4 separate regions of the Mus musculus genome follow, and all the other regions are linked to region 1. Evidence: chromatin contacts called from public HiChIP or PLAC-seq, Micro-C and promoter capture Hi-C data. All regions are on one chromosome and are shown on one strand. Each heading gives the region's core, a stretch centred on a gene start, on an enhancer-like site or on the middle of the called end of the contact. The rest is flanking DNA. Distances are from core to core; before and after follow the strand shown.

What was found. Promoter capture Hi-C pulls out the DNA fragments that hold promoters and counts their contacts. A called contact is a pair of places that touch in the nucleus more often than the background predicts. HiChIP or PLAC-seq counts read pairs in DNA pulled down with a chosen protein or histone mark.
Region 2: a Micro-C map of embryonic stem cells shows a contact between it and region 1, with 20 times the contacts expected there. The contact joins the promoter of Kifc1 here to the promoter of Agpat1 in region 1. A contact is called at or near these places in 4 of 39 promoter capture datasets (cranial neural crest, hippocampal neurons, liver and 1 more), 1 of 484 Hi-C or Micro-C datasets (embryonic stem cells) and 2 of 115 datasets of contacts at active chromatin or transcription factors (bone marrow-derived macrophages and pancreatic cancer cells).
Region 3: a promoter capture Hi-C map of erythroid cells shows a contact between it and region 1, with 15 times the contacts expected there. The contact joins the promoter of Tcf19 here to the promoter of Agpat1 in region 1. A contact is called at or near these places in 2 of 39 promoter capture datasets (cranial neural crest and erythroid cells).
Region 4: a contact with region 1 is called in an H3K27ac HiChIP or PLAC-seq map of microglia, with 6 times the contacts expected there. The contact joins the enhancer-like site here to the promoter of Agpat1 in region 1. A contact is called at or near these places in 11 of 39 promoter capture datasets (the 3T3-L1 cell line, the C10 cell line, the HPC-7 cell line and 5 more), 10 of 115 datasets of contacts at active chromatin or transcription factors (astrocytes, craniofacial prominence, embryonic hindbrain and 6 more) and 4 of 9 other capture datasets (adipose tissue, liver, macrophages and 1 more).

The regions. Positions count from the first base shown.
Region 1 is chr17:34,602,223-34,607,238 of GRCm38.p6, forward strand. Agpat1 (1-acylglycerol-3-phosphate O-acyltransferase 1 (lysophosphatidic acid acyltransferase, alpha)) reads left to right here and starts at 3,639. Exons shown (of 7, transcript NM_001163379.1): 1 at 3,639-3,949. Rnf5 (ring finger protein 5) reads right to left here and starts at 1,339. Exons shown (of 6, transcript NM_019403.3): 1 at 1,112-1,339; 2 at 69-87. The coding sequence starts at 1,251.
Region 2 is chr17:33,888,688-33,893,744 of GRCm38.p6, forward strand. Kifc1 (kinesin family member C1) reads right to left here and starts at 1,946. Exons shown (of 11, transcript NM_001195298.1): 1 at 1,791-1,946. The coding sequence starts at 1,808. It also overlaps a transcript of Smim40 not described here.
Region 3 is chr17:35,513,609-35,518,384 of GRCm38.p6, forward strand. It overlaps Tcf19 (transcription factor 19), which reads right to left and starts at 3,216. Exons shown (of 4, transcript NM_001163764.1): 1 at 3,151-3,216; 2 at 2,270-2,822; 3 at 866-1,412. The coding sequence starts at 2,507. Cchcr1 (coiled-coil alpha-helical rod protein 1) reads left to right here and starts at 3,645. Exons shown (of 18, transcript NM_001372297.1): 1 at 3,645-4,331; 2 at 4,609-4,675; 3 at 4,771-4,776. The coding sequence starts at 4,134.
Region 4 is chr17:34,054,118-34,059,016 of GRCm38.p6, forward strand. It overlaps Col11a2 (collagen, type XI, alpha 2), which reads left to right. Exons shown (of 65, transcript NM_001317722.1): 26 at 33-86; 27 at 188-232; 28 at 720-773; 29 at 1,101-1,208; 30 at 1,935-1,988; 31 at 2,276-2,329; 32 at 2,428-2,472; 33 at 2,801-2,854; 34 at 2,988-3,032; 35 at 3,134-3,187; 36 at 3,283-3,336; 37 at 3,503-3,556; 38 at 3,933-4,040; 39 at 4,161-4,250; 2 more. Among named protein-coding and RNA genes, the nearest start is that of Col11a2, 17 kb to the left of the region's middle. Within about 2 kb of position 3,289, at least 37 of the 459 cell types and tissues checked have an H3K27ac peak or open chromatin away from gene starts, as enhancers often do. A contact at or near this core is called in the HPC-7 cell line and microglia, where this site is marked.

The DNA.
Region 1 (5,016 bases), core at 2,389-4,888:
CAAGTACAAAGAGCATCTCGGAGCTCCTTGACCCTCCCTGTTTCCCAGTCCACCTCATGAACACATACCTGGTGAAGACAGGGCCAACTGGATGAAAAACAAACAAAAAGCACACGTCAAACTACAGAAGAGAGCTGCAGACCCCAGAACATGGAAGCCCACCCACCACCTGTCTCCCAGGCACTGCTGCTCTACTGCTCCATTTCTCTCCATATTCCCAACAGCTTCTAGCATACTTGCTAACTTGACTTTTCCAGCTTCTTGCCTTTGATACTTGACATTTAAAGGTACTCACATTGGGTCCTCAACATCCTCCACACATTTGATCCTTTTCTCTCTTCCGGTGTCTCCTCTCTGTCTCTCCCTGTCTGTCTCCCTCTACACACACACACACACACACACACACACCTTCAACCTCCCCCTTTCTGCCTCCGAACTTGACTTCCCAATTCAACAGGTTTCCTTTCAGCCTGAACTCCATTCTTGCTCCTAATCCTCCAGACTCCCATGGTTTTCAGACACCCACATTGTTCCTCTCCTCCTTACTTCAAGCTCAGTAAAACCCCTCTCTCCATGACCCTTCACCCTCTCCATCTTGTCCTTACACAATGCCATTGTCTTCAGGTTTGACAAATCACCCCCTCCCACATCTCATCTTAATATGACCCACATCTAGGTCCATAGTCCCTAGATCTTCCCTCCTCCTCCGACAGGCACATCCCCTAAACTGAAAAGTCTCTCATCTATTTTATCTCAACACCTGGGTAGGTCTAACGGGGTACTGTGGTTCAGGTCTCGAATGGAGGAATATGCAGCGTCCCCCATTTCCCATTCCTCCTCATAACATACCATGCACCAGCTCATAGGACCCTCCCTGGAAAGATATCTCATTTGCACAGATGTGACCCTTCCCGCACCCCCACCCCATCTACATACATCAGCAAAGACACAAGTCCTCACTTTAGGCCTCCCCTACGTGTATGTGGGGAGGTGGGGTGGGACATATGCCCTCTGGTCATCTGAAAAAAACTGCATGGTCCCCGCTCTCGGCCTCCCCAGCACAAAGACGAACCCCGCCGCCTCACCCCAAGCCCCTGACTCGGATTCTCACCAATACAGGTGGCCACACACGCTGACCACAGCTTCGCGAGCTGTCTCCAGACATATATTACATTCGAAGGTCGCGCTCGCCCCGCCCCGCTCGCGATTTGGCCCTTCGGGGCCCCCGTCTTCTTCCTCCGCTGCTGCCATGGCAAGTTCTGCTTCGCCCCCACGTAGCCCTCAGTACCCCCAGGCACACACACATATACACTAACACAGGGCACACACACAGGCACACACACACTCACGCCCCAACAAAGCAGGTCCGCCTTCGGCCCAGGATCGTTGGGCAAACTTCAAGTTTTTCTCATCATTATTGGTCGAGGTACCTGCCAATCATATAGAATTCAAAGGACACGATTGATCCAAAGAGTGGGGGCGGAAAAAGGTGTGTGTGGGGCCCCTACCCTTGCACGATGATGATTGGCTGATAGGGCTTCAGTAACTATGCACTGCCGAGGGATTGGTCATAATGAGCTAGGCCTGTGTTGTCACTCAGCTAAAGAGGCTTTGATTCGTCAGTTCAGCTGCCAGTCATAACCAAAGCTCAGAAGGGATTGGCTCAGGCCTACAGAACTCGCCCACCATAAGCCTCTTTTTTTCCTTCTCTTCCTCTTTCTTAGAAGGTCCGGGTTCCTATTGGACTTTAGAGCGAATGGTTCCAAATCAAATGATTGGCTGGCATGACACGGAAGAATGAGCATGCGCAATAAGCGGGGGGGGGGGGCGTGGAATAGGCCAACCCAGACGAAGGCGGTGTCGACTCCAGTCCCGCCCCTTCACTCGCTCTCTCTCGTCACCATGGCAACCCCTCCGCTATTGGCGGGGCCTTAGGTTCAAAGGCCTCGACTCGGCCTTATCCGGGTCTTTCCGCCCGGACTCTCTCCGCTTGATTGGGCGGTTTACTCCGCCGCTGATTGGCCGAGATCTGGAGAGACGGTGCAGAGCTAAGGGGGGAGGGGGAAGGGCAGAAGTACCAGGGTCGCAGGGTTCAAGATGGCTCCGGCCTCCTTGGGTGACGTAGAGGGAAGACCTTGGGTCCGCCCCTCCCTCTCGGAGAAGCGGGGAGCAGAGCTGGGGTTAGCCCGACGCGTGGATGGTGCGGCCGTCGGTCTGTGGCGCCGGTGTTAACCCCACTCTCTCGGTTGGACGACTTAGCCTCTCTAGGTGATTCTCACAGCAGGACCGAGCCAAAGGCCCACCGTTGTAATGTGACACAGCAGACCACAGTGGACCCCCACTCCGTCCTAAACCTTACAAGCAGAAAAGGACTGGTTCCACCCTCTTGGGAGTGGGCGCCCAAAGGACAGAGGCCGACCCCTAGGTGACCCGCCGTAGAATGGGGTAGATCCGCCCCTTCCTTGTAGTTTGCCCTGCATAGATTTGGATCTTTTTCCTGGCTGGACGGCTGGCAGCTAGGGCCTTTCCAGCACTCAGTGACCCTCACTATGGCCCAAGGCCCAGAATTAGGTAACAGTCCTCGCATTCGCAAGGGCTCTTCACCAAGCCATGTAAATCACCCAGGGCAAAGGTGTCCATGGGCGGGAGACGAGAACACGCTAGCTAAGGATTATTCAATACCTTGATAAAGGACCTGTGTGACTGAGGAATAAAGAAAGGTGAGAAGCTGGGACTCTCTATAGGAGGAGGTACGGAGAAGCGAGGATCTGGAGTATTGAAGAGGTTTAGATGCAGAATAGGCGAATAGGAGGTAGGAACGATGGACTCGTCCAGAGTGTGAAGAGGGAAGTAGGGTTTGGCCAGTTAGATACGCGGCACATCCCACCATTTTATCACCCTTAGGAAGCAGTGTTTTATTGCTCGAATTCCATCGAAAGGACTTAGCTTCTTACAGGTCTCAGCTATAGCCTCAAACTCGGATACTCTTGCCCGAGGCTCTCATGTACTGCTGTTAACAAGCATACACCACCAAAAGCCAGCGGCCAGATCGTGTGTGTGTGTGTGGGGGGGGGGGGAGTGGTTGGCTCAGATTGGGTGAATGAAGAACTAGGAAAGTACTAAGTAGGAAAACAAGGTTGAAAGGGAGAGAAGGTCAGAGGGCTCCTTTATCTTTAAAGACTAAAGGTGGGTGGAGGAGATGGAGACCCGGGACAAAGGGCAAGTGGACAGAAAGCTGGAGAGCTATTCAGGGAAAGCCCGAGGCCTGAGCAGAAAAAGGTGAGCCTACTGCTTGAATTCAGAAGGTACTTCATAAACGTTTGTGATTGAATGGGAGACAGGAAAGGCAGGAGGAAGTGTTTGGGGATCCTAGAGTTACATAGCGCTGGGGTTCAAAGAAAGGCAACGGGTTCAGAGAGCGTGCGAGCGAAGCTAGACGGGGCAGAGGAATAGAGCAGCGAGGGAGCCGGGGTCACCGGTGCTGAAACCGGTGGCCCGAGCGATGAGGCTGACCGAGGCCGCGAGCGCCACTGAGCTCCCTGGGGCGGGGCCAGCGAGAGGCCCGGCAGGCATGGGGAGGAGATGCGGGTCTCTGAAGAGGCGATTGGCGAGGCCCGCTGCCCATCATAGACCCCCACTTCCTGGCCAGCCCCGGAAGTCAGCAGGCGCTGGGAGGGGTGGGGGAGATAGCGGCGGCAGTAGCCCCGACCCTCAGAGAGCCGGCAGGGAGGGAGGGAGGGTGTCGGGGGTACTGCCCCCCACCATTCCTACCGATATGGGCCCAGCTTCCCACTCCCACCACCCCTCCATCGGCCGGGGCTAGGACATCCCCAAATCCTGTCGCCCCCTTGGCACCGACACCGAGACAGAGATACAGCCAGCCGCCACCACCGTTGCCGCAGCCTGGCTGGGGAGGGGGCCCGTCCCCCAGGCTCCCCGCCCCATTGAGGTGTGGGCGGGAAGGGGGTGGGAGGCTGTGGGAGGAGGGGGCCGAGAGGCACGGGGATGGGGAGAGATGGGGCCGGGAGGGCCGGCTGGGGACAGGGTTGCTGGGGAGAGGGGCCTGAGCGGAAGAATGGGAGCGACGAAGGCTGGGAACAGGCTCCGAGGTTGGGGGCCTTGCTCAGAGTGCAGAGGCGGGCGAGAGGAGGGATGGGAACTCGGAATTTGGGACGGGGGTGTGGACAAGGGGACGAGTCTTGAAAAGGGGATTCCCTTCGGGTTTCCCAGCCCTTCTGCTGCTTTTTGGCCCCACATGACTTCTGGGTGGCGGTGAGAAGGCCAGGACTGCTTCCTAGGAATTGCTGTCAGGCACCCGCTAACCTCTCACACGGAAGCAGCACTGATCTGGAAGCGGCCTTCCACCCAGAGCCCCTCACTAGCACACGAGTGGCCTGTGGGAGGTCCGGCGCCTTGGATAGGATGCCCGGCTTCTGTGCAGCCCTGTGCTGTGCTTTCCATGGGCTGTAGAGAATGACGTTTAAAACCCCATCAGAATGGCTATCCGCTTTCACGCCCATTGCCCCAAGTTCAGTTTGTGACACGCTCCAGGGTCAAATCTGTGTGAGGACTTGGTATGTTTCACCTGTTGGGTGTTTCCGTGCGGCCTACCTGCCCTGGGGCTTCCCGTTTGCCTTAGCTTGGTCCCTCAGCCTCACAGGTGTTCAGTTCCAGAGGGTGCAGGGTTCTTCTGCCTGTGGGGTTCAGTGGTTCAGCCCTGTGACCACAGTAACCTGTTTAGTAGGTGTGGCTCTCACCAAAGATCTGCATGGTGTGACGACACATCGATGTGGCACAACGGTGGCATGTACTGGTTGCACCTGCCATTTATTTTGTAAATTCGTTGTCGGTGTGATTGATTGATTGTATGCTCATTAACCCATTTGCCATTCCAATGTGTTTATGGATCTTCAAACATTTCTGTCTAAAGACAATGCCTTCTTCAAACCAAGTGTTACACAAGTATTGTTAATTCTGCAAAGTATTTTTTGTTTTGTCTTGAGACAGAGTCTCAAC
Region 2 (5,057 bases), core at 696-3,195, 720 kb before region 1:
ACTAAATTGGTTCTCATACATTTTCCTTAAAAAAAAAAAAAGTAAACAATAACAAAGCCAAGAGCGGTGATCCCAACTCTCTGGAGGCAGAAGCAGTGGGTACACCAGTTCTAGCCAGTTCTAGACTAGCCAGAGTAACATGGTAAGACCCTATTTCAAAATACAAAAAACCCAACTTTATTACTGAGTAATTGAAAAGCACTACCTTTTATGTTTTTCATGCTTTTTCTGGACAACTCTAACCAGTATAAATCTCTCTCTCCCTGCCGAAAGGGAGACACAAGGACCTCTTCTCTCAGACACACTTAACACACAGTACAGCTGGGCACTGATGGCGCACACCTTTAACCCCAGCACTCGGGAGGCAGAGGCAGGCAGATCTCTGAGTTCTAAGCCAGCCTGGTCTACAGAGTGAGTTCTAGGACAGCCAGGGTTACACAGGGAAAACAGCTACCACCACCACAAAACAACAACAAACAAACCACAAAACAACAACAACAAACAAACAAAACAACAACAACAAATCAGCAAGCAAACCCTGCTATTCTTGGGCATGCTACCAGCTTCAGGTTACTAGGTCAAATTTATATTGGTTTTTTTTTTTTTTTTTGAGACAATGTATCACTGGCCTGAATCTCCAAGCTCTGGTCTGAGCCTCCACACAGGTGACCTCAGGTGCACAACTGACTTCAGGATGGTTCGTTGCTTTTGGTTCAGGGGACTATAGACCCAGGTGTTTCTTGGATGCTCGCCTAGCACTGCACCACAGACCTCTTCCTTCCAGTTTTAACTCTCCATACCTTAGTTAATGTTGTTCCTCCTAGCTTTCTTCTTCCCCTTCCATCTGCTTGAACCTTTACTGTCCTTCACTCCCTCCCAATAGAGATACAAATTGTATTATGTCTGTCTCCCCAGGGAGTGTCAGCTCACTGGTAGCTAGGACTCCTGTCTCCTACATAAGTACAGCTGTGCAGGGCCAGAAGATGCTTGGCAAATACTGCAGGAACAAATCTGAGAAAAACTATTTTACTTTTTAACTGTCACCTGTCACAGTGCAGTGCTCTCCCTTTTGGCTGTGAGTATACCAGAAAGTCTCTTCAAGCTGAACACCGACTGTGAGTCAGTCTAGACTGAAATGCTGGTAAACAAAGAATGCAGGCCGGTCTTTCCTGACACCAGAGAGATCAGTCCATTAATTGCCACACACATACGCCTCAGATGCTTGTGGTGAAGAAGGGCACCCCCATAAACTAGTCAGCAGTCCAAATGAGCAAAAGGAAGAGGCAGGCGAGGGAATAAGGATCCTCTGGGCCGATGCCCCCATTTCTCCTCTCCCCTTCCTCTATCCCGATCCAGCAGCAACACAACAGGTCATCAGCAAGAAAGGTACTTTGCGGACAAGCGACAAGGCCTCTTTCAGAACCCTCGCTTCTCCCACAAGGCGATCTGTAAGAACTGAGAAGCACAAACATGTCGAATCCGCTTGAGAATTCGAAATGGGAAATGCTGGAGGGGGATAAGGGACACGGGATGGTCGCGCCTGCACGACTGGAATGGCGGGCCAACGTCGCTGCGACTGTCCTGGGACCTCGCCGTGTGTGTGTGTGTGTGTGTGTGTGTGTGTGTGTGTGTGTTGCCCTCACTGACTCGGCCGCTGGTGTCCTGGGCGCGAGGCGGTGCGACCCTCCCCTGCAGGACGGCTTGCCCCGACCTGTCCCCGGGACGCGGGTCTCCGGGCGGCCGGCCTGCGTCCTCCGATCTTGGCGCGAGGTCGTCTCCGCCGCACTCACCTGCGCCTGCACGTCCATGGTGGTCCGCACAGAAAGGGTGCAAAGGCAGCAGGCAGGACGATGAGACCCGCGTCCTCTCAAGGGCTCGCGCCGCAAAACGCCGAAGCCAGGCTGTCCAGGAGCCAGGCCAATCAGCCACACCCGCCACTTTTGAATTTCAACCTCCGCGCAGTCAACGCACTTCAATCCGCAGAGGCCAATCCGCGCCGGCGCCGCGGTCGCGAGCCAATCACGGTGCCCTCCGCCTCCGGGGCCACGCCCCCTGAGTCGCGACTCTTCTAGTCCGCTAGAGCACCAGAACTAGACCCCTTGGATCCTACTTCCGGATCCGCTCTTCCTCTTTTCTCCCTCTCCCCCTCCCGAGCGCCGAGCGCGGCTTCCTGAGGTCTCTGGTTGCGTCAGAAGTGCGCTTGTGTGGAGGAGTGGCGTGGGGGAGGCAATACGCATGTGCCTGAGCGGGGTCGGGGCGGAGCGAGCGCCACCTAGCGGATACTGCTGAACTTGCACACCTCCTCGCCAACCCTGTAGACTGGAGACTGTTACACCGAGGTCGCTCTTGGTCCACTTTCTCAGGTCCGAAAAGTGGAAGCTGGTTGATGGCGCTGACCTGTCCTCAAAGAAGAAAAAGTGGAACCCATATCTGGAGATGTAATAAAGTCATAAATCTAGAGTAGGGCCGGGAGGATAGCAAACTGGTTATCCCTGAAACTCATATAATGTGGAAGGTGAGAACTAATTCGCCACAAAGTTTTCTGTGCCCCTCCTGCCTCCAATATTATATATTATACATAAACAATATGTATTATATACATAAACATATATCTTTACACATATAAATAATACCCAATAGTACGTATTATATATATAAGCATATATATATATATATATATATATATATATATAAAACACATAAATTACATATATATTTATTTTGTTTTTTCGAGATTGGGTTTCTCTGTGTAGCCCTGACTGTCTTGGAATTCTATTTGTAGAACAGGCTGGCCTTGAACTCAGAGATGCTAGGGCTACCCTGTGCCACCATGCCCAGGTCAATAAACAATCTTTTAGATTAAAAAATCAAAACAAAACTAGAAGCCAGGCTTGGTGGCACACGCCTTTAATCCCAGTTCCCAGTACTCAGAATGCAGAGGCAGACAGATCTCTTGAGTTCAAGGCCAACCAGGTCTACAAAGTAAATTCCAGGGCAGCCAGGCTCTGTAGAGAGACCCTGTCTTAAATAAATAAAGAAACACACACACACACATACATACATACATAACTGGATAAATAAATAGTATGTTTCTTTTTTTTTTTTTTTTTTTTTTGGTTTTTTGAGACAGGGTTTCTCTGTGTAGCCCTGGCTGTCCTGGAACTCACTCTGTAGACCAGGCTGGCCTCGAACTCAGAAATCTGCCTGCCTCTGCCTCCCGAGTGCTGGGATTAAAGGCGTGCGCAACCACACCCAGCAGTTTCTTTTTTTTTTTAAAGATTTATTATATGTAAGTACACTGTAGCTGTCCTCAGACACTCCAGAAGAGGGCGCCAGATCTCATTACGGATGGTTTTGAGCCACCATGTGGTTGCTGGGATTTGAACTCAGGACCTTTGGAATAGCAGTCAGTGCTCTTAACCACTGAGCCATCTCTCCAGCCCAAATAGTATGTTTCTTGACACCAAACTCTAAATCTACAGCCCCCAAAGACCTTACTTGAGATGTTTCCAAGTCTACAAATGTTAATGGGGGGACACTAGAAAATTTCTGGTTATAATTCGCCAAACTGGTTATAATTTTAAACTAGACAGTATTTCCCTAGTGACTTTCTAGAAAAAAAGCAAAAGTTTTAGTGTGTGACAAAATGTGAGTTTGTCTTCTACTGAAACCTGTTTTGGGAGTTTATCTTTCTTGGCATGAAGCCTGACAGCAAGGTAAACCAACCTGTGAGATTTTACACATGGGATGGACTGACCTGGCCCCTGCAGCCTTGGGATAGGAGCTGGCTCAGGAAGGACGGCCTGCTGCTGCTAAACTGTCTGATGCAGCCAAAGCTCCATCACAGAGCTCAGAGAAGGATACATTTGGACAACAAAGGGAAAACAAATATCTTCCTTATGTATCAATTAGAATAACAGAGGCTTACCAGAGCAAGACGAAATCCTCACAGGAGGTGATCTCAGTGGCTTCGTTGGGGGCTAGGTCAGTCTTCAGCTGGCTGGCAGAGCAGTCCCGGATTGCAGCAGCCACACCCAGAAGATCTGAAAGATTTTTCTGCAGAGAAGGAATTTGGGAGAACGACTCACCTCGGTGAAACAGTCAACCCAATGTTGTTCTTAAATTGCGCAGGTCCTGCCAGCAGGCAGTTCTTTGCCCAGTGGTCAGTAGTACCACACTTGAAGCGAGCTCCAGGGGAGTGAGTTGCCGCAAATCTTTGGAGACAGCCTCCTGCTGCTATCAGGAGCTGGTATTTGTGGTCAGGGGGAGCCTTTTTCATTAAACACCATAAATGCAATAGTCAGCAGATCTCTGAGGGGTTTGAGAGGCAATATGTAATCCTTCTATTAGGCAGACCCGATTTTAAACAAATACTTGTTTTAGTTATTTGCTTTAGGCTTAACCTTGCCAATAGTCAGGGTTTGTATATGCTTGGCCCAGGGAGTGTCACTACTTGGAGGTGTGGCCTTGTTGGGTTAGGTGTGTCATTGTGGGTGTGGGCTTTAAGACCCTACTCCTAGCTGCCTGTCAGTATGGCACTAGCAGCCTTCAGATGAAGATGCAGAACTCTCAGATCCTTCTGCAGCATGCCTGCCGTGATGTCGCCATGTTCCTGTTTTGATGATAATGGACTGAACCTCTGAACCTGTAAGCCAGCCCCAGTTAAATGTCCTTTATAAGACTCGCCTTGGTCATGGTATCTGTTTACAGCAGTAAAACCCTAACTAAGACAGACCAGGGACTGAGGTGTTGCTGTGATGGGCCTGAATTTGGAAGAATGTGGATTTGGGAACTTTGGGTTTGGAAAGCAGTGGAATGCTTTAAATGGGGCTTAATGAGCTAACCCAAGAGGTTTCAGTGGAGAATTTCAATATGTGGCCTAGAGAATGTTCTTGTGGTATTTTGGTGTAGAATGTGACTACTTCTTGCCCTTTTCTGAAGAGTCTGCCTGAAGCTAAGGTTAAGAGACTCAGCAGGAGCCGGGCGTGGTGGTGCACGCCTTTAATCCCAGCACTCGGGAGGCAGAGGCAGGCGGATTTCTGAGTTCGAGGCCAGCC
Region 3 (4,776 bases), core at 1,966-4,465, 910 kb after region 1:
ATCCTGGATGCTATAGCCAGTGCAGGCCAGAGGGTACCAGATGTCACAGCCATCACACCAACCCAGGCTCTGCTCTCTAGCAAAAAGAAGCTGGACAGGACTCCCTAAGGGAGTGAGTGTTCCTGAGAAACCCTTTGAGTAACTTGCCTCTGGGTAACTGGTAGCCAGAACAGGAGGCTAAGACTGGGATATAGGAACTTGGAGATTAGGGATGTTAAGTAGAGCATACGCATAGCACAAAAGATACTTGGCTTTGGATATGAGCTGTTGACGCCTTCAATCCATCACAACTCCCATTCTGAATGCTCTATCCCGACTACATGAGGGATTTGAGGCTAGCCTGGATTACACAGTGAGACCTTGTATTAAAAAAGAGTTGGGTGTCTCCTCCAGAGAGGATCTGGGTTTGAACCTCAGCACCTACATAGTGGCTAGCAATTATCCCTCCAGTTCCCAGAGAACCCAGTGCCCTCTTCTGGCTTCTGCCGGTATTGCATGCAAGTGTGATACCCAATCATGCAGGCAAACAAAGCAGCCTTGAATTGACCTGCTCTCCTCTAGTTTTGAGACAGTGTTAGTATGGTTTTTTATGTATAGTGCTGGGACTCCAAACATGGGCAAGTCAGGTGCTTGCTAGGCAGTGCTCTTCTAGTGAGACATCTCTTTGTTCCCTGTCTCCCAGATTGCTTTGTATAGTCTAGTCCTAACCATTGTTCCCACATAGTAGCTTGTCATGCATTTATGGGTGAAAGCTAACCTGGGTGTCTGCTGTGCCCGTGCACCCCCCTTCCCTGCCTTCTAAGACCTCAGTCTGAGGCTGTTCAAAGATCTAGAATTCAAGGTGCTGACAGGTGACCCCACTTACCCACTGGCTATCAGAGCAGCTTTCTCCACCCGGAGCCTCTTCCTGGGCTCCGTCAGGACGGACAGGGGGCCTGGGGAGACCTCATCATCTAGCTCTGCCAACACTTTATGAGCTGATTTCCTCCGGTTTCTTGTGGGTGGAGCAGGCGAAACTTGCGCTTCCCCATGCTGAGAGGGAATAGCCAGGCCCTGTGGCCTGCCACCACCACGGGAGAAGGTGAGAGGCTGGGCCTGGAGTTTGCTGAGGCTGCCGATGGAATTGAGAATCAGTGTGGCCTTGGGGGCAGAGGAGAGAGTGCTGAGTGGCCTCTGAGGTGCCCCTTGGGGGGGCAGCATAGGTTGGAAACCGCCCCCAGCTTCTCCCTTAGACCGAGGGACGGTTATGGCTGCAAAGTCCTGAGGTTTAACCCGGACTTGTTGAAACATGAAGTAGAACTCTGAGGAGGAGCTGGTTCCTGCTTGACCTTGGGGGCCAAAGGTCAGAAGGTCACCATCACTCAACTCCAGTCTGTGGCCTCTTGGAAGTCGGACATTATTGACCAAAGTCCCTGGTGATAATGAGACAGACATAAGACAGGTGACGAGAACAGGAACAGACTTGTAGTCAGAATTAACATGATCTGGCTGGCTGTTCAATTTTTCAGGGGGACACAGGGTTAATTAAGCATTAAACTCAAAACCTCACATGCAAGCTTTGTTGGCTAGGAACAAGCCTATTTTTCTCAACGACGACAGTGGGAGGCTTCTGTGCTTAGCTCTTGCTTAAACACCACTTCTGATAAAAGGCTTATTTCTTTTTCTACCTAAGACAGCCCCAGAACTCAGGATCCTTTTGCCTCAGCTCTGAGTGCTGAGATTGCCTCTTGCTGTCTCTTAGCCTCTTTGTGTCTCATTTCCCTTGCAGGCAGCATCCATCTACATCTAACAGAATAGGGCCCAGACCATAAACTCACTGTTGCCTGTTGGGGACTAATAATGCCCACGACAACCTCAGGTTAGGCTTCTCCAAACATTGCATTTGGTCTAGGAAGCTAAGACCTGAAGATGGAATACTGAGGTAAACCCCAGCCTTTGTGGACTGTCTTGGGTTGGGACCGAATGCCTAGGTCACTAGAACACTCATAAATGCCTAGCAGGAACAAGGTGCTTCAGCAAACGTGGGAACAGTCAAATCTGAGCTTAATACTAGAATGTAGAATTTGATGACAGCTTGCACACCCCTCTTAGGTCCGGTGTAGGCTAAAGCAGACAAGCAGGTTTAGTCCTGTGTGGAGCTGACAGAAGTGTGAGCAGACAAGACGGAACCAAGACTGCTCACCAGACTAGGACTCTGGGAGGCAGGTAGCAGGGTCCCAGAGGCTCCTCTTACTCATGCCTGTCTGGGGCTCTTCTGCTCATTGCTTACCTTGGCTGCTGTGATCCTCCAGGCTGACCCTCCAGTCGTCCCCTTGGAGTTCAGCATGCAATTCCGCATGGACTCCAGAGATGAGGCCGGGCTCCTGCTGGGGCCGCAGGGCCACATCACACAGGTCGGCCCTGCAGCCCAATCGATAGGTGCAGCCAGACTTGGACGGGGGGTGGAAGGTGTAGAGGTCACCGCCCCTGCCGCCCCCTATACGCAGCAGCTGGAAACAGGGCAGCATGGGGGGTGCCCCCTCTGCACCACTTTGCCCACCTCAGAAGTCCATTCCCTCTCCTACTCCTGGGTCATGCACCGTGGGCTTCAATTCAGTTCTCTCTGATGTCAACAGCTAAGTATTGTGCCTAATGCCAACTTAAGCAGTGCAGATTCAGAGCGCCAGAGGCCTGGATATGCACCAAGACAGAGGCTGTCAAGATGAGGTTTAAAAAGCAATTCCAGTAAAGTCCTGATGCGATGCAAAACCAGGAAGACGTCTTGTGGCACCTCAGTGAAGCCGGATCCTCAGGCGGCTCAACATCCGGGAGCCTCCGACAATCTGTGCAAGGCAAAGCTAGTTTAAACCGCAACTGGGAACAGGCAGAGGGGGTGAAGGGGCCCTGGTACACAAACGTGCGTGTGACACGGGTCTTCTCCCTAAGTGTAACCTGGAGTCAGGGAATTTATGGTTAAACTTTCTAATCCAAGTAGCGCACCCCTTCCATCTTTCCCCCCCACCCCCGCTCTTCGGATCAGTTCCCCTAAGGGAAGTGAATCCACTGTCACCCGCAAAGGGCGGCGCAGACGGGTCCCTAATTCTGTAACAAAGTGGATCTCACCCTTTCTTTTTTTCGCTCGCGGGGTAAACTGAGGAAGGGATTCCGTACCCTGCGTCCCGCGCTCCCGCCGAGGTTTGACAGCCAAGGAAGCCGCCCCGAAGGCGGGGCTTGGGTGAAGGCGCGCGCGCGCGCTGCGCAGACTCCTCCTTCGGAATTCCCGGGTCCGACTTCGCGCCCGCGAGCCCGCCCCCCCGCCGGCTGCTTCTGATTGGCCATCTGAGTTGCACCCATTTGCTCTATTGGCCGATGCGCAGGGGGGAGTTGCTCATCTCCCGCTCTCCGCCACTTCTGATTGGCCGGCACGTTTTCCCGGGTTCCCGGGGAGAGGAGGGGCCGTCAGGGCGCGGAGAAAGTTTGGGGCGTCAGGGTGCCTGCTTGCACCTTTCTTCTTCCTATTTCCGGTAGGGAGAAATGGAGCTGTAGAGCAGCCCGCCGCCCCGCGCATGCGTGATCTGGGTGTGGCGTCTAGACTGGGTGCTAGGTGTAAGGGGCGTGGCAAGAGGGCGGATCTCGCGCTGGGTAAGGGGCGTTCGGGGAGAGTCAGTTGGGGGCGGGAAGAGTCTGAGAGGGGGCGCAAGGGGGGCGGAGGGGATCCACAGGGCAAGAGGGGTGCAGGAGCTGGGTCAAAGGATAGATGAGGAGGTCAAGACAGCCTCAGAGTTCAGGGTCCTGACGGGGATTAGCCCGGGGTGTGTGCGGGAGAGAAGTGGGGGAGACAGGACAGGGAGCGACCAAGATAATTCCATCGAAAAAGACTCATACTAGGTCTAGGAAGAGAAACGGGTAGGAATCGCGGGGGTTGAGTGAAAAAAAAAAAAACCCAAAAACTTGAATTCTGATGGAAGTGGGGGAAAGAAGATGCTGTAGGACTCCGAAGAGAGATGCATCGGGAATGGAAGCCGAGGGGATAGAGAGCAACTGAGGCCCGTTACAGAGAGGCCCAGATGAGTTGCCAGGAAGCTGGCTTCCCAGCAACGGGCTCCCGGCTGCTCCGATTCCTCAGGGATCCTAGGGAAGACGCTTAACCCCACATGTGGCCTCATTCTTCCCGGACCAGGCCTTGGGCTAACTCTTTAATAGGAAATGACTCAGAAATCCTGGCTCGATGGTGCCTAGATGGGCTTCCCAACGGCCCTACCATTCCATGGCAAGGACTGTGGAGAGTGGGCTCCTTATACTGTGTCCAGAGAGTCCTGAGCTGCAGGGACCGTAGACACTTAAGGAGGAAGGTAAAGGCACACCACCCACATTCCTGTAAGTAGAAGGAAGCCTCGTCTCAGTAAATTTACCTTAGGGTTGTTGCCTGGTTCATTCTATCAGGAGCGTAGTTGGGACAAGCAAGTGGTTTGGTTACCGTGTGCCTTAGGGAAGTAGGAAAAGAGAAGCGTACAGCCCGATAGACCTGTCAGTAACTTAAGGATTATGACTTTGTTTTTATAGGGCTTTTTCTTTGGAAGGTGGCCTGAAAAATTGAATTGAAGTATCCTTGTTTCTCCTATTGTCCAGGGGAACATAGGTGACTGGAGACAAGAGCTACAGGATTCATATAACAGGAAGATGTTGCCACCGTCAGGTCAGTGAGGCTAGTCAAGGAGACCAGGATCATCTCCCTCTTCCCTCTCCCCCTCTCTCAGAATCTGACAGTCTTTATTCTTGTGACCCCCTCAGGTTTTG
Region 4 (4,899 bases), core at 2,039-4,538, 550 kb before region 1:
GGCCCTTCCTAAGTCCCCTTTTCTTTTTGCAGGGCCCGTCCGGACCACAGGGTCCTCTAGGATACCCAGGCCCTCGAGGCGTCAAGGTAACTGTCTACCAGGGAGTAAGACAAAGGGAGCCAGGGGGCCAGAACTCAGTACTCTAACCTAGCTGATCTCTCTATTTATACCCTCCCTCTATTCCTAGGGTGTGGATGGAATTCGGGGCCTGAAGGGCCACAAGGGTGAAAAGGTAAGCTGTGTTCTCTTGGCTTCCACACACCTCCCCCTGCCCTCCTCTCCATCAGTGCTCCTCTGCCCTCCTCTTCATCAGTGCTCCCCTGCCCTCCTCTTCATCAGTATTCCTCTGCCTTCTTCTTTCCCACAGTGCTCCCCTGACACTCCTTTTCCCTAGTGCTCCCCCTGCCCTCCTCTCCTTCAATGCTCCCTTGCCTTCCTCTCTCCCTCAGTGTTCCCCCATCCTCCTTTTCCTCAGTGCTCCTTCTGCCCTCCCTTTCCTTAGTGCTCCCCTGCTCTCCTCTCTCTCAGTGTTCCATCAACCCTTCGCTCCCTTAGTGTTCCATCTGCCCTTCTCTCTCCCTCAGTGCTCCACCTCCCTCTTCTTCCTCAGTGCTCCCCCTGCCCTCATCTCTGAAATCTACCCTTTACCCATGTCCCCTGACCCCACCCAGCTCCCCCACCATTCACCTTCTGTGCCCTCTCACCTCTGTCTTTCCCAGGGCGAGGACGGCTTTCCTGGGTTCAAAGGTGACATAGGAGTGAAAGGAGACAGGGTGAGTAGATGTCTGACTGTCCGTCCACCCATCCCCATCCGATTCCCCATCTCCTATCCTACCACTCTCCATTTTGAGCCATCCTGGGCTCCCTTGAAATGGAAGCTTTCCCTCCATTGCCCCGCCCCCTTTAGAGCTGGGCCCCAGGGAGATGGCAGCCTTAGCCAGCCACAGTGCTCCCCCCAGTCACTGTCTCTGTGCATCTCTGCTGTCCTGCAGTGTCTTCTCAGACACCTGCCAATCCCAGCCGGCCTTGCTGGGGCCCACCTCTCTACAGAGGGCCTAGACCCATCTCTCCCTAACACTCACCTCCCACTTTCCTCTCAGGGCGAGGTTGGAGTCCCTGGTTCCAGGGGCGAAGACGGCCCTGAAGGGCCAAAAGGGCGCACTGGACCTACAGGAGACCCTGGACCCACTGGGCTCATGGGCGAGAAGGTGATGATGGGAAAGAGTGCCTTGTTACTTGGCACACTGGGTGCCAACTAGAAGTCGGTGCTTGATCAAGGATAGCTGTGAATTAACTGTGCCTCTCTACGCACGGTATCTGCTGGGTGCCAGTGGCCTGAGGTGGCGCATAGGAGGTCAAGAAAAATGATCAGTGTGGCAGGCACAGGGAGGACACGGGGGCTAGGGATGCGAGCTGGGGTGAGAATGTGGGGAGGGGACTCGAGGAGGAAGGGAGGGCGTGGCCCTGTCCTGTCAGTTCTACGGGTAGCCCCATGACAGTCAGCTTCCTAGATGAGGCTTTTTGCAGCTGTGGGGGGGGGGCGGGGGCAGGATTAGGATGATTTTGAACCCCAGTGAAGGGCAGAGCCAGGCTATGAGCTACAGAACCCTGTTTCCTACGACAGCGCTGCATCCTCCCGGGCAAGACAGTGCCTGGAGCACTAGGAGGGAAGGATCTCGGGGAGGAGCTGGGCTGGTGCTCCCCCTCAGGGAGAGAGGTCTGGCTGGGTAGTACAGTGGTGGGTGCTGGGGGAGGTGGGCCTGGAGATGGAGCAGGAGTGGCTGAGGAGACAGAGGAACTGAGGTGCAGAATTGGGCTTGGGGGACTTGTGGGACACCGAAGGAGCCAGGAAGTCGGCGGGGCTTCTGCGGGGAGTATTGCTGCTAGATGTCTGTGGCCCCTGTCTTTCCTGATTGCATTCTGTCCTTCCACAGGGCAAGCTAGGTGTTCCTGGTCTGCCTGGCTATCCTGGACGCCAGGGCCCCAAGGTGCTGTGTTGCTCCTCATTGCCTCTTCCTTGACCTCTGACCCCAGGAACCATATATGGGTGGGATTCCCTAGGGAGGTTTTAGCTGACTGACTCCCATTGAATAGATGAGAAATAGAGGCCTGTGGGTGGTAGGGCTCTTCCTAAGGCAACCTGTTTGTTGGCAGGGTCCAGCACCATTGCTGTCTTGATGGCCTCTTCCACCCCCAACCCCACCCCCCACCCCTGCTTTGGCCTTTCCCAGGCTCCTCCCCCCCTTACCCCTCTTTCTTTCTCCAATCTGTCCAGGGATCTCTGGGTTTCCCTGGTTTTCCTGGAGCCAGTGGAGAGAAGGGAGCTCGGGTAAGCGGGGGAGGGGGAAGGATGCACAGGGAGGAACCAGAGGGGCCACTGTGGGAGTCTTGCCTTGTATAATGCTTGCTTGACTTTATTCCCACCAGGGCCTGTCTGGGAAATCAGGACCTCGGGGAGAACGGGGCCCCACGGTGAGTGCTATGGGCTAACACCTGTTACCTAGTGGCTCAAAATCTAAGAGGTGGGCTGGATGGTAGCTCAGTTGGTAGTGTCCTGCACAGGGTGAACAAGCCCTGGGTTCATCCCCAGTCCTGCACAGGGTGAACAAGCCCTGGGTTCATCCCCAGTCCCACACAGTGTGAACAGCCCTGGGTTCATCCCTAGTACTCCATCAGTTGAGTGTGACAAGGTAGAATCAGGTAGAAGCAAGACGATCAGATGTTCAAGATCACCCTCAGTGACATGGTGAGCTCCTCCAGACTCAAGGATGTTTCTGACATCTGCCTTCTGTCTACCTAGGGTCCAAGGGGTCAGCGGGGACCTCGAGGTGCCACTGGGAAATCTGGAGCTAAGGTGAGTGGACTCTGCAAGGTTGAATCTGTCTCCTGATGCGGAGCCTCCACACCCCTCCCCTCCACACTCTGCCTCTTCCTTGGGGATGCCTGATAAACACCCGAATCACTCCCTGACTTTGTCTCCCTCGCAGGGAACATCAGGTGGTGACGGTCCCCACGGGCCACCCGGAGAGAGGGTGAGTGTGGCTTAAAGGCTCTGTTCCCGTGTTCCCTGGGGAAGAAACATGTGTTCCTCTTTCCAGAACCTGTCTTCCACTCATCCCATCTCTGTCTCTAGGGTCTTCCTGGACCTCAAGGCCCCAATGGATTTCCTGGCCCCAAAGGCCCTCCGGTAAGGTGACCGTTAACTTGTGACCCACATCACTTCCTTCTCCCTCATTCGTCTTCTGTGTCAAGAGTCTCTCTGACCCCAAACTTCCCTTCCAGGGCCCTGCAGGGAAGGATGGGCTGCCGGGACACCCCGGCCAGAGAGGAGAAGTGGTGAGTGATCCAGGGGTGTGTGTGTGGGGGGGGGGGGGGCTTGGATCTTGCTGAGTCAGCCGCCTTGGTGCTGTGCTTCCTCTGGGAGCCTAGAACTTGGGGCCTGCCCCACTGTCTCCCACACTTGTCCTATCTGGCTGTGACGTCACTCTGGCTTTCCCCTCAGGGATTCCAAGGAAAGACCGGCCCACCAGGCCCGCCCGGAGTGGTGGGACCTCAGGTATGTTTCCCCTAGGAGAGAATGCACCCCAGACTGGAGTTCGGGCCTCCTCTCCCAGTAACTCAGCTCTGACACCTGTTTGCCTGGGCAGAGACCCCGAATTTCAGCTCTTTCCCAGGTGTCTCTCTCTGTGTCTCTGTCTCTCTGTGTCTCTGTATCTGTCTCTCTCTCTCTCTTTGAGACATTTCCTGGCTGTGACACAAGGTGGCGTGGCCACTCCACACCAGGGATGGGAAGCCCCAGTGGCAGCCAGGAGAGCATCAACAATTTCCCCTTGGCTTTTGGGCAAACTACTGGGCTCTCGATTGGCACTTTGGGGGATGCAGAGTGGGGTCTCGGGGCAGATGGAGCTGAGTTTAGACTGTGATTTTCCCAGGGAACAGCTGGAGAAAGTGGTCCCATGGGAGAGAGAGGTCACTCTGGCCCCCCAGGACCTCCTGGAGAGCAAGGATTGCCTGGAACATCTGGGAAAGAAGGGACCAAGGTCAGTGAGGGCTGGTGGAGAGGAGCTGGGGAGGGGGGCTGCAAGGCATGGGCCAGTGTGGCTCTGAGGGGCCAGAATCTCTGCTCAAGTTATGACTTGACACCCCTCCTTTCATTTCAGGGTGACCCTGGTCCTCCTGGGGCCCCAGGGAAGGATGGTCCTGCTGGTCTGAGAGGCTTCCCAGGAGAGCGAGGCCTTCCAGGCACTGCTGTGAGTGTGACCCCCAAAGCTAACAGCCTATGAATATGGTCACTCATCACCTGGTCCCCTTGATATTATACCCCGCTTTGGGGGCCTACATCTCCCCAAAGCCCACACTTCCCAGGATGTCTTTTGGGGCCCCATGCCTGTGAAGGCTTGCCTTCTCACTCACCACTTACCCTAAATCTGGTTCATAGGGTGGACCCGGCTTGAAAGGAAATGAAGGTCCAGCTGGCCCTCCTGGCCCTGCAGTGAGTCTGGAGTTCCCGGGAGACAGTGGGCAGGAACCAGGAAAGGGTTTGGGGAGGGAGGATTCTGGGCAGGTTGTGGCAGGAACCATGGGCCTACACATGAGAGGGAATTCGGGGTAAGTCAGGATGCATTCAACTTTCTGTTGTCCCAAGATCTATGGTCAGGGGTCCTGGAGTCCCCCTTCCTGGAGGGTCTGACTCCATCTCTCTCTCAGGGCTCTCCTGGCGAGCGAGGTGCAGCAGGATCAGGGGGCCCCATTGGTCCCCCGGGACGTCCAGGCCCACAAGGTCCCCCTGGAGCAGCAGGAGAGAAAGGCGTACCGGTGAGCCTGGGGGCAGGAGGCTGTGAGCTGTGACCTGAGGAGTAATGGCTACCAAGGTGTTTTTGGGGGGGTGGGGGGGACTTG